Regions from separate parts of the Sus scrofa genome. Here region 1 is linked to region 2. Evidence: chromatin contacts called from public HiChIP or PLAC-seq data. All regions are on one chromosome and are shown on one strand. Each heading gives the region's core, a stretch centred on a gene start, on an enhancer-like site or on the middle of the called end of the contact. The rest is flanking DNA. Distances are from core to core; before and after follow the strand shown. Region 1 overlaps NPR3 (atrial natriuretic peptide receptor 3). Region 2 holds the start of NPR3 (atrial natriuretic peptide receptor 3).

The links. HiChIP or PLAC-seq counts read pairs in DNA pulled down with a chosen protein or histone mark.
Region 1: a contact with region 2 is called in an H3K27ac HiChIP or PLAC-seq map of skeletal muscle. The contact joins the enhancer-like site here to the promoter of NPR3 in region 2. A contact is called at or near these places in 1 of 5 promoter capture datasets (liver), 8 of 47 Hi-C or Micro-C datasets (adipocytes, fetal liver, heart right ventricle and 2 more) and 2 of 2 datasets of contacts at active chromatin or transcription factors (alveolar macrophages and skeletal muscle).

What each region holds. Positions count from the first base shown.
Region 1 is chr16:18,878,432-18,882,695 of Sscrofa11.1, forward strand. The region is part of intron 3 of NPR3 (atrial natriuretic peptide receptor 3); the gene reads left to right. Among named protein-coding and RNA genes, the nearest start is that of NPR3, 39 kb to the left of the region's middle. Within about 2 kb of position 1,865, at least 5 of the 83 cell types and tissues checked have an H3K27ac peak or open chromatin away from gene starts, as enhancers often do. A contact at or near this core is called in skeletal muscle, where this site is marked.
Region 2 is chr16:18,840,223-18,844,566 of Sscrofa11.1, forward strand. It overlaps NPR3 (atrial natriuretic peptide receptor 3), which reads left to right and starts at 1,318. Exons shown (of 8, transcript XM_021077060.1): 1 at 1,318-3,027. The coding sequence starts at 2,277.

The sequences.
Region 1 (4,264 bases), core at 615-3,114, 39 kb after region 2:
AATTATTTGTCAGATCACAACCAGGATAATGACACTTATAAAGCGCACTGATTTTATTCAGATTTCATCAATTTCATTTGTACTTAGGTGTATGTGCATGTGTGTCTATTCAGTTCTGTCTAGTTTTATCACCTGTACAGGTTGGGGTGTTTGAATTTTATCAAATGCCTTTTCTACATCTATCAAAATAATCAGGTTTTTTCTTTATTCTCTTATGATGTGGTGAGTTGCATTACTAGGAGTCCCCCCTAAATCCTAGTTTCATTGAGATATAATTGACCTATAACATTGTATAAGTCCACGTACAACACAAGGACTTGATATTTGTATTTATTAAGAAATGATCACCACAATAAGTTTAGTTCACACTCATCATCTCACGTAGTTACAAAATTCTTTTCCCTCTGTGATCAGAACCATAAAAATCTGTTCTTGGAATTCCTGTCGTGGTTCAGCGGTAACGAACCCGACTAGGATCCATGAGAACTCGGGTCTGATCCCTGGCCTCGCTCAGTGGGTTAAGGGTCCGGCATTGCTGTGAGCTGTGGTGTAGGTGGCAGATACAGCTTGGATCTGGCATTGCTGTGGCTGTGGTGTAGGCTGGTAGCTGCAGCTCCGATTCGACCCCTAGCCTGGGAACCTCCATGTGCTGAGGGTGAGGCCCTAAAAAGCAATAAAATAATGTATCATTGTACAAGTATAAATGTCATAAATTCATTGAGTAATATAAAAATAAATAAAATTTCAAAAAAAGTGAAATAAAATAAATCTGTTCACTTAGCAACTTTCAAATATACAGTAAGTATTGTTGACTGTGGTCACTTTGCTGTACTTCGCATCCTCAGAACTTATCTGTCTGATGATTGGAAGTTTGTATCTTTGGACCACCTTCTTTAGGTTTCTAAGTTTAATAATCTCTGCACTCCTGGAATAACCCTGCTCTCTCTATACCAAGTCTTGAACTCCTCTGTCTCCCAGTTGATATCTTGGAGAATGTAATTGTGGTTGAACCTCTACGTGGTTGCCTCGGTGGAGCTTTCCAGGCTGAGTTGTCTTATAGGCTATTGGCAGCCTGTAGATTATTCTCTCTGGGTCAGAAGTTCACTCTTGGGTCACTAAATCTCTCTGATGGTTGGTTGTGGGGGGGGTACATGTGATAGAAAATAGGGTTGCTTAGGGCTGGACTGTCGTTGGTGTTGCAGGTACTGAAATTGTCTGGTTATTAGCATGTGTATCTTAGGAACAGCGTCTCCGCCATTCCTCTAGGTAACATAATAGTGTTTCTATAAACTATCTTTGTCCTTTTACTAGTGAACCTGTGGGAAACCTAATCTATTCTGATGCTTCATGTTTTAATAGAGCCCAGTATATTGGGAGACAGGATAGTCTAGTGGTTAAATGTGCAGGCTTGGGGTTGCACAGACCTGGATCTGCCTCTTACTGGCTTGGTTTGGGTTTTTGTTTTTGTCTTTTTAGGGCCATACCCACAGCATATGAAGGTTTCCAGGCTGGGGGTCGAATTGGAGCTACAGCTACTGGCCTACACCACAGCCACAGCCACAGCCACAGCCAGGAGTTCAGTTTCATTTATACTGTGGGAGGTGGTACTGGGGGGCAGGGTGCTCATGGATTTTTACAGTGGGGGTTTGGAGACCATCCGAGGGGCCATCAGAAATGTAAAGTTAGAAGTGAAGCCCCGCTGGAGAGGCCCTCAAGTATCAGTGGCTCAGACGAGTGCCTGCCAAGTGCCTGTCTAGCCTTCTCTGGTGGTTTTTATTGGGTCGCCCACATGTGCAGTGGCTCTCACTCAGGGTGTCTTAATGGAGCTGTTTGGCCTCTGCCACCCGAATGGTTCCCATTCTAGAGCACTGGCATTTGGTTTTAGAATGCGCTGTGTGGTGGCCAAGCCAAGATTAGTTGCATGCCCTGACTCCTGGTTCAGTGACTTTCTTTTTCCACTACATCAGTCTGACGTTTTTAACAACAATGTGCCCACTCCGGGGGCAAACCCATGACCCGAAGATTAAGTGTCTCAGGCCCTACAAGTGAGCCTGGCAGGCAGCACAGGCAGGAGCACTTCCTTCCTTTCGCTGCACCCTGCCTGCCCAAACACACACTTTTAAGCTATCAGTTTCTCTTTCCTCTTCCACACACTTGACAACGTTTGGCTAGGACTCCATCGCTTCTTCATCTGCAGGGACTTATTTTGCTTTCTTAAATTCTGAAGTGTAAACCATCATTTTCCTAAATCACCCGATGATGATTAAGCACCCCAGGGAGCCTGGCTGTGAGCTTGATCCTGGACCATGTAGCGGTCCCATCTTGGGTGGGATCTTTGTCACCGAAAAAATACTTGGGCAAATATATAAATATTCATGGCCATGGGCTCTGGGAGCCTCCAAGAACTGCATTCCTGTGCCAGCGTGGATATAAAACATTCACATCGGTGTAAAGCACTCTGACACACTGATGGCCCTCACATAAGTGTGGACAGTTTATCTTGTAGCAGACCCGATGTGGCACAAGTGTGCAAATATCTATGTCTCTAGAGAAATGAAATCAAACACAGTAGAGTGGGTTCACTTAGTTCCTTAGTAGGTGGCTCCTTCCAAATCGATCAAGTGTCCGTGACCTCTTTAAGTGGGTGAGGGTTTCTTGACTTAGGGTGCATGAACGCTTTATATTATGTACCAGATTTTGAATGTAACTGCACACGTGTCTATTTCTGGAGAGAGGGACCCACACCATTCATCTTATCTTCTCTGGTGTCAATATCACAAAAAGGTTAGAGTCATTTAGACCAGGATTCGTCAGCGTAGCAGTTGACCAGTTATTGTCGTAAGCCATGCTTGTTCACATGGATCAGGTACAGCATTGCACAAGCAAGGCTGCATTGAAAAATCACCCCTGCCCCCCACAATGGATAAGCAATGAGATCCTACTGTATAGCCCTGGGAACTATATCTAGTCATTTGTGATGGAGGATAATGTGAGAAAAAGAATGTACACATGGGAGTTCCCGTCATGGCGCAGTGGTTAATGAATCCGACCAGGAACCATGAGGTTGTAGGTTCGATCCCTGCCCTTGCTCAGTGGGTTAAGGATCTGGCGTTGCCGTGAGCTGTGGTGTAGTTCGCAGACATGGCTCGGATCCTGCGTTGCTGTGGCTCTGGCGTAGGCCAGCAGCTACAGCTCTGATTAGAGCCCTAGCCTGGGAACCTCCATGCTGCAGGAGGCAAAAATGGCAAAAAGACAAAAAAAAATGGCAAAAAGACAAAAAAAAAAATGGCAAAAAATGGCAAAAAGACAAAAAAAAAAAAAAAGAATGTACACATGTATGTGTGACTGGGTCATCTTGCTGTATGGTAGAAAATTGACAGAAGACTGTAAACCAGCTATAATGGAAAAAATAAAAATCATTATTAAAAAAAAAAAAACAAAAGAAAACCCCCTCCCCCCACCCCCCCACCCCTGCAATAGATAAGCAATGAGATCCTGCTGTATAGCACTGGGAACTCTATCTCATCACTTATGATGGAGCAGGATAAGGTGAGAAAAAAAATGTATACATGTATGTGTGACTGGGTCATCATGCTGTACAGTAGAAAATCGACAGAACACTGCAAACCAGCTCTAATGGAAAAAATAAAAATCATTATTAAAAAAAAGAAAAATCACCTGCCCTGGAAAAAAATGAAAAGACACCTAAATGCTCTAATGTTTATTAATCTTATGTTCTCAAACCATTAGTTTTATGTCTGAGTTGAAAAAGAGACTAATTCATTTACTCATTCCTTCCCTCTGGATGAGGGAATCAGTCCAGTCTTTCGACCTACCAGTGGTTTTAACATGATGTCTTTAAGAGGCGGACTTAAATTTGTCCCCACTACTGTTTCTCGGTTTATATTGAGCCAGTGTTGGAGACATCTTTCCCCTCTGGCAGCCGCTCTGACTTCTCAGGCCTGTAAATCCCACTCTTGGCTTTGCCTCATTCTCCTATTGTGTTTGGCACTTCTGAGACCCATTCACTGGCTGGCCCTTTAACAATTGGCTTTGCCCTTGGGTGAAGCTCACCCTCTTTCCCTGATGTTGTTGTTGTTGAAATCAAAATAAAACATGGCTTTCTAGATCGAATACAATGAAAAAAACCTCAAACTGAATTAATTCACTGTACTGTCAGAGTTAAGGTAAATAGGAGTCTCCCATTCCTGACTCCCATTCTTAGAGGCTATAATCCTTGATGTTTTTATTGGCCTCTCTGTTT
Region 2 (4,344 bases), core at 68-2,567:
GGGGGTACCCGTTTTGGGGGGGAAATAAAATTGTATACAGATGCCTCGTGTGCTACTGGCTAGCAGGTCTAGTAACATGAATGAAGGTTTTCGCTGGAATTATAAGGTCCTACTTGAAGATTCAGGGACCACAGAGCATTATCTGAAATCTAAATGCCCCGAGGATGAAACGTTACTCAGCTACATTTACAGTGTCAGAAAGAGCGATAAGGAGGGTGATGTTAAGAGTGGCGAGCACTGATGCCTGAAGTTGCTACATCTCCGGAAACCCCAATTTACCGTTTCACCGTCACAAATGAGAGCGATGGCTCTTTGAGATCCCGGCGTTAAATAAAGCAAAACAAAACAAAACCCAAAACAAACTCAGCGCCTGGGGAGGTGGCAACCGGGGTAGACGGCGGCTGCAAGTTTCTGCCGAAAGAGGGCGTTGGTCTAAGACTAAGAGAAGTTTATGGACAAGAACGCCCAGTCAAATGAAAGACCATTTTAAAATACTTTCAATTTATTTTAATTCGCGGGACCTAAGTGGTGGAATTCACCCTTCCAAAGTAGCAGGTTCACATTGCAAATGACCTCGGTGAAATGTTAACCAGGTTCAGAGGGTCAAGTTCCTCTAGGTCCTGCCCTGCAGCGCAGCGCACTCCGGCGAGGCTCTTCTGGTCACTGACTTCTTCAAGGCCGTTTCCATCCTCGTCTCCAACACTGCTGTGGCTGGGACCAGTGGCGTGACTGGGTCTCGGACGCAGGACCTTTCTCGGCCTTGGAGAACCTAGAGCACAGGTTCTCGCGAGCCGCGGAAGAAAAGCGGTGGGATTTCCCAGCGCAAGGACTGGAGCGGAGGACGCGACTCCACCCAGGGGCCTTCGGGAAAAAGCTTTCGGAAGAAGGTCTCTTTATGTAGTTACCTGGTTTAGCAAACAAAGCCCAAGGATGCCTTGGAGATGCTTTTCAAGCCTTCTGCCACCTCCAGGCGAAAAAGTGTTCTCTCGCCTTTGGGAGCAACAAGTTTCGCTTTTCTGCTCGAAGCGCGCCAGCGGAGGTGTTCGGTGCGCGGGGAACACTGGGTGCGTGGGGAACGCTGGATGCGCCGCAGCACTTCGGCTCCGGCGCGAACCCGGGCTGCCCAGGGGGAGGAGGCCGGCGGGGGGCGGGGGAGGACGCCGGGGCTAGCAAGGCGTTCCAGGTCCGCGACCTAGACGTCTGCATCGGTGCCTTGGTCCTTGTTCCCTGACCTTGAGCCAGGGGGGCTGGGAAGGTCGACTGCCCGCCCCGAGTCGCTTCGGGAGGGAGTGTGGCTGGAGTGAGAGAGAGGTGAGAGCTTTTTTTTTTTTTTTTTGCAACGAAACCACTAATTTCTAGGACCACCCCATTCCTCTTTTTTATTTTTTTTTTTTGCACGTTATGTGTGTGCCTGCGCGCGTTTCTTTACTTTCAAACACATTTCCATTTTTAAAGGCCGGAGCTGAAGAGAGGGCTGCCGCACGCGGGGCAAGGGAGTGGCGGGGACCCTGGTGGCAGTGTGGAGCGGTGGGGGCTCCTGCTGGTGCAGACGTGGGCGACTGCGGCTTTAAGGAAAAGGCCGAGGTCTGACGGGGAGTGGGAGTTAGGGACAGGGGAGGGGTGGGAAGAGTAGGGGTGCGGGGAGGAGCCCTGATGTAAGAATGTTAATGAGAGGCTCCCCAGCCCAGCCCCCACCACTCCCCACTCCCACCCTCCCCACCGGTTGGAAATACAAGCCCAGCCTCGGCGCGCCTTGTGTGGTAACACGCTCCGCCGCTGCCACGCTATTTAAACTCGGGTTATGGATCCAGGAACCGGCGCGAATCAATGAGATCAAACGCGAGGGAGATGCACCGTCAATTACAAGCACCTGGACAAGTCTAACTTTTTCTTCTTTTACAAATACGCTTTCAAAAGAAACCTTAGCAACGCCCAAATAAGAAGCCACCTCTAAGCAAAATAGTATATATAAAGGGAGGGCGAATATATATATATATATTTATAAAAAGTATATTTATAATATAGCTGTATAGGTTTACACCCGGTGAACTTTTTCTTTTCCTTTCTTCTTTTTTCTTTTTTTTAAACGAGTGGCATTGCAAAGGAGGACTCTTCCTCTCTATCTTTTGGCGAGTTAGTGAAGGGGGTATTCTATTTTCTTAGAGCGCCCAAGGGGGCGCAGGGACCTCGGAGAGTAGAGTGGGGAGGAAAGAGGAAGGGTGGGTGGGGGGCAGAGAGCGAGTCCGCAGCGAGGGCAGGCGCTTTCCTGCGGCACGATGCCTTCCCTGCTGGTGCTCACTTTCTCCGCGTGCGTACTGCTCGACTGGGCGTTGCTGGTCGGCTGCACGGGTGGCGGTGTTGGCGGGGGCCCGGGCGGCGGGCGCCGGGAGAGAGAGGCGCTGCCGCCGCAGAAGATCGAGGTGCTGGTGCTGTTGCCCCAGGACGACTCGTACCTGTTTTCCCTGGCCCGGGTGCGGCCGGCCATCGAATATGCACTGCGCAGCGTGGAGGGAAACGGGACCGGGCGGCGGCTTCTGCCACCAGGCACTCGCTTCCAGGTGGCCTACGAAGACTCGGACTGCGGCAACCGCGCACTCTTCAGCCTGGTGGACCGCGTGGCGGCGGCGCGGGGCGCCAAGCCCGACCTCATCCTGGGGCCGGTGTGCGAGTATGCGGCTGCACCGGTAGCCCGGCTTGCGTCCCACTGGGATCTGCCCATGCTGTCAGCCGGGGCACTCGCAGCCGGCTTCCAGCATAAGGACACCGAGTACTCGCACCTCACGCGCGTGGCGCCAGCGTACGCAAAGATGGGAGAGATGATGCTTGCCCTGTTCCGTCACCACCAGTGGAGCCGCGCCGTGCTGGTTTACAGCGACGACAAGCTGGAGCGGAACTGCTTCTTCACCCTCGAGGGGGTCCATGAGGTCTTCCAGGAGGAGGGCTTGCACACGTCCGTCTACAATTTCGATGAGACCAAAGGCTTGGATCTGGACGACATCGTGCGTTACATCCAGGCCAATGAGCGAGGTGAGCAGAAGTGCGCCCCGGGGCCCCCCAGCCCTAACTCAACCACTCTGCTCGGCTCTCCCTACATGCCCCTCCGCGCCTCTGGGACCCCACTACCCTCTACGGCACTGAACACCTGGAGAGGGCGCGTGCACGGAGACTCTCCCTAGTGTGAGCTGTCTGGCTGCAGCGACCTTTGACTATCGCTCAAGGCTGTGGTGGGGTGTACGTAGAGGGTCCTGGGGACATCAAGGAGCCTGGGGGAGGGGGTGTGTGAGCCTGCAGCTCACTAGTGTCTTGGTACGACAGGTGCTGTCAAACCTCTCTGGTTGTTTCTTTTGCGCCGGGCTTGCGGTTTAGGGGCCGGCTCACTACAGGTGCCTTGCTCCAACCAGGGTCTGAAAGCGTGACGAAGCAGAAAAACTTGTTACCCGCTCCTTTTCCGAGGTGCGTCCCCTCCTAGTGAGGAAGTGTAAGCCGATGCTCTACAACCGGCGCGCGGCCAAACGGTCAGCTCCTATCTCCGGGTTTCCCTGGCTGCTGCTTCCACAGATCCCCAGCTTTCTTTTAAAGAGTCATTGCATCTCCTTTCTCATTCCTTCCATGCCCCCCCATCCCCGCGCTAGCCTTTTATGAACGGGCTTCTGTGGTTTCCACCAAAAATACCTCGCAGTGTCTGGACTCAGGCGACCCTCACTTTCCTCCGGGAGGCAGCTAGGCTTGGAGAGCGCGCGCGCTGGAGAAGTGGGGCTGAACCTCTTTTCCACGTGACTCCCCAAGTTTTCTCCGCAGGTATGTGGGGGTTTGAATAAACACCAAACTGGCCAGAGTTCAAGGCTGAGGAGAGTGGCCATGGGTAAAGGGAATGGGAGGAAAAGCAGTGGTCACGGATACATAATCAGGGAAGCGCCAGTGCGGCTCATTTTACTGCGGAGTAGATCAGCGAGAATGCGGTCGTATTCCAACATAGCACAGTCCCCTCCTTACTAATATCAGGTTTGGAGTGCACAGCGCTCGGGGAATCTGGCCTGTGCAGTTGCTTTGCGCTCAAGCTCCTGAATTGCCGGTGATGCAGACCGGCTAAAGCGCTCCAAGACCCCACGCGGGGAGACGCAGGATGAGAGAGGCCGAGCCAGGTGTGGGGCTAGCCCACGACTTGGCACGGCTGGGCACCTGGGCGCTGGCCTTGGGAGACAGTGAAACCGGAGGATGGGGGCCCAGGAACAGGTGAGAGTGGGCAAAGGCGCCGTGGGGGATGGTGCTGCGGCCACCACCCCCCTCTTCCCGATCTGGCTACCTCAAACTTGGAGTGAAAGCACTCTTTAGAGCGAAGAGATG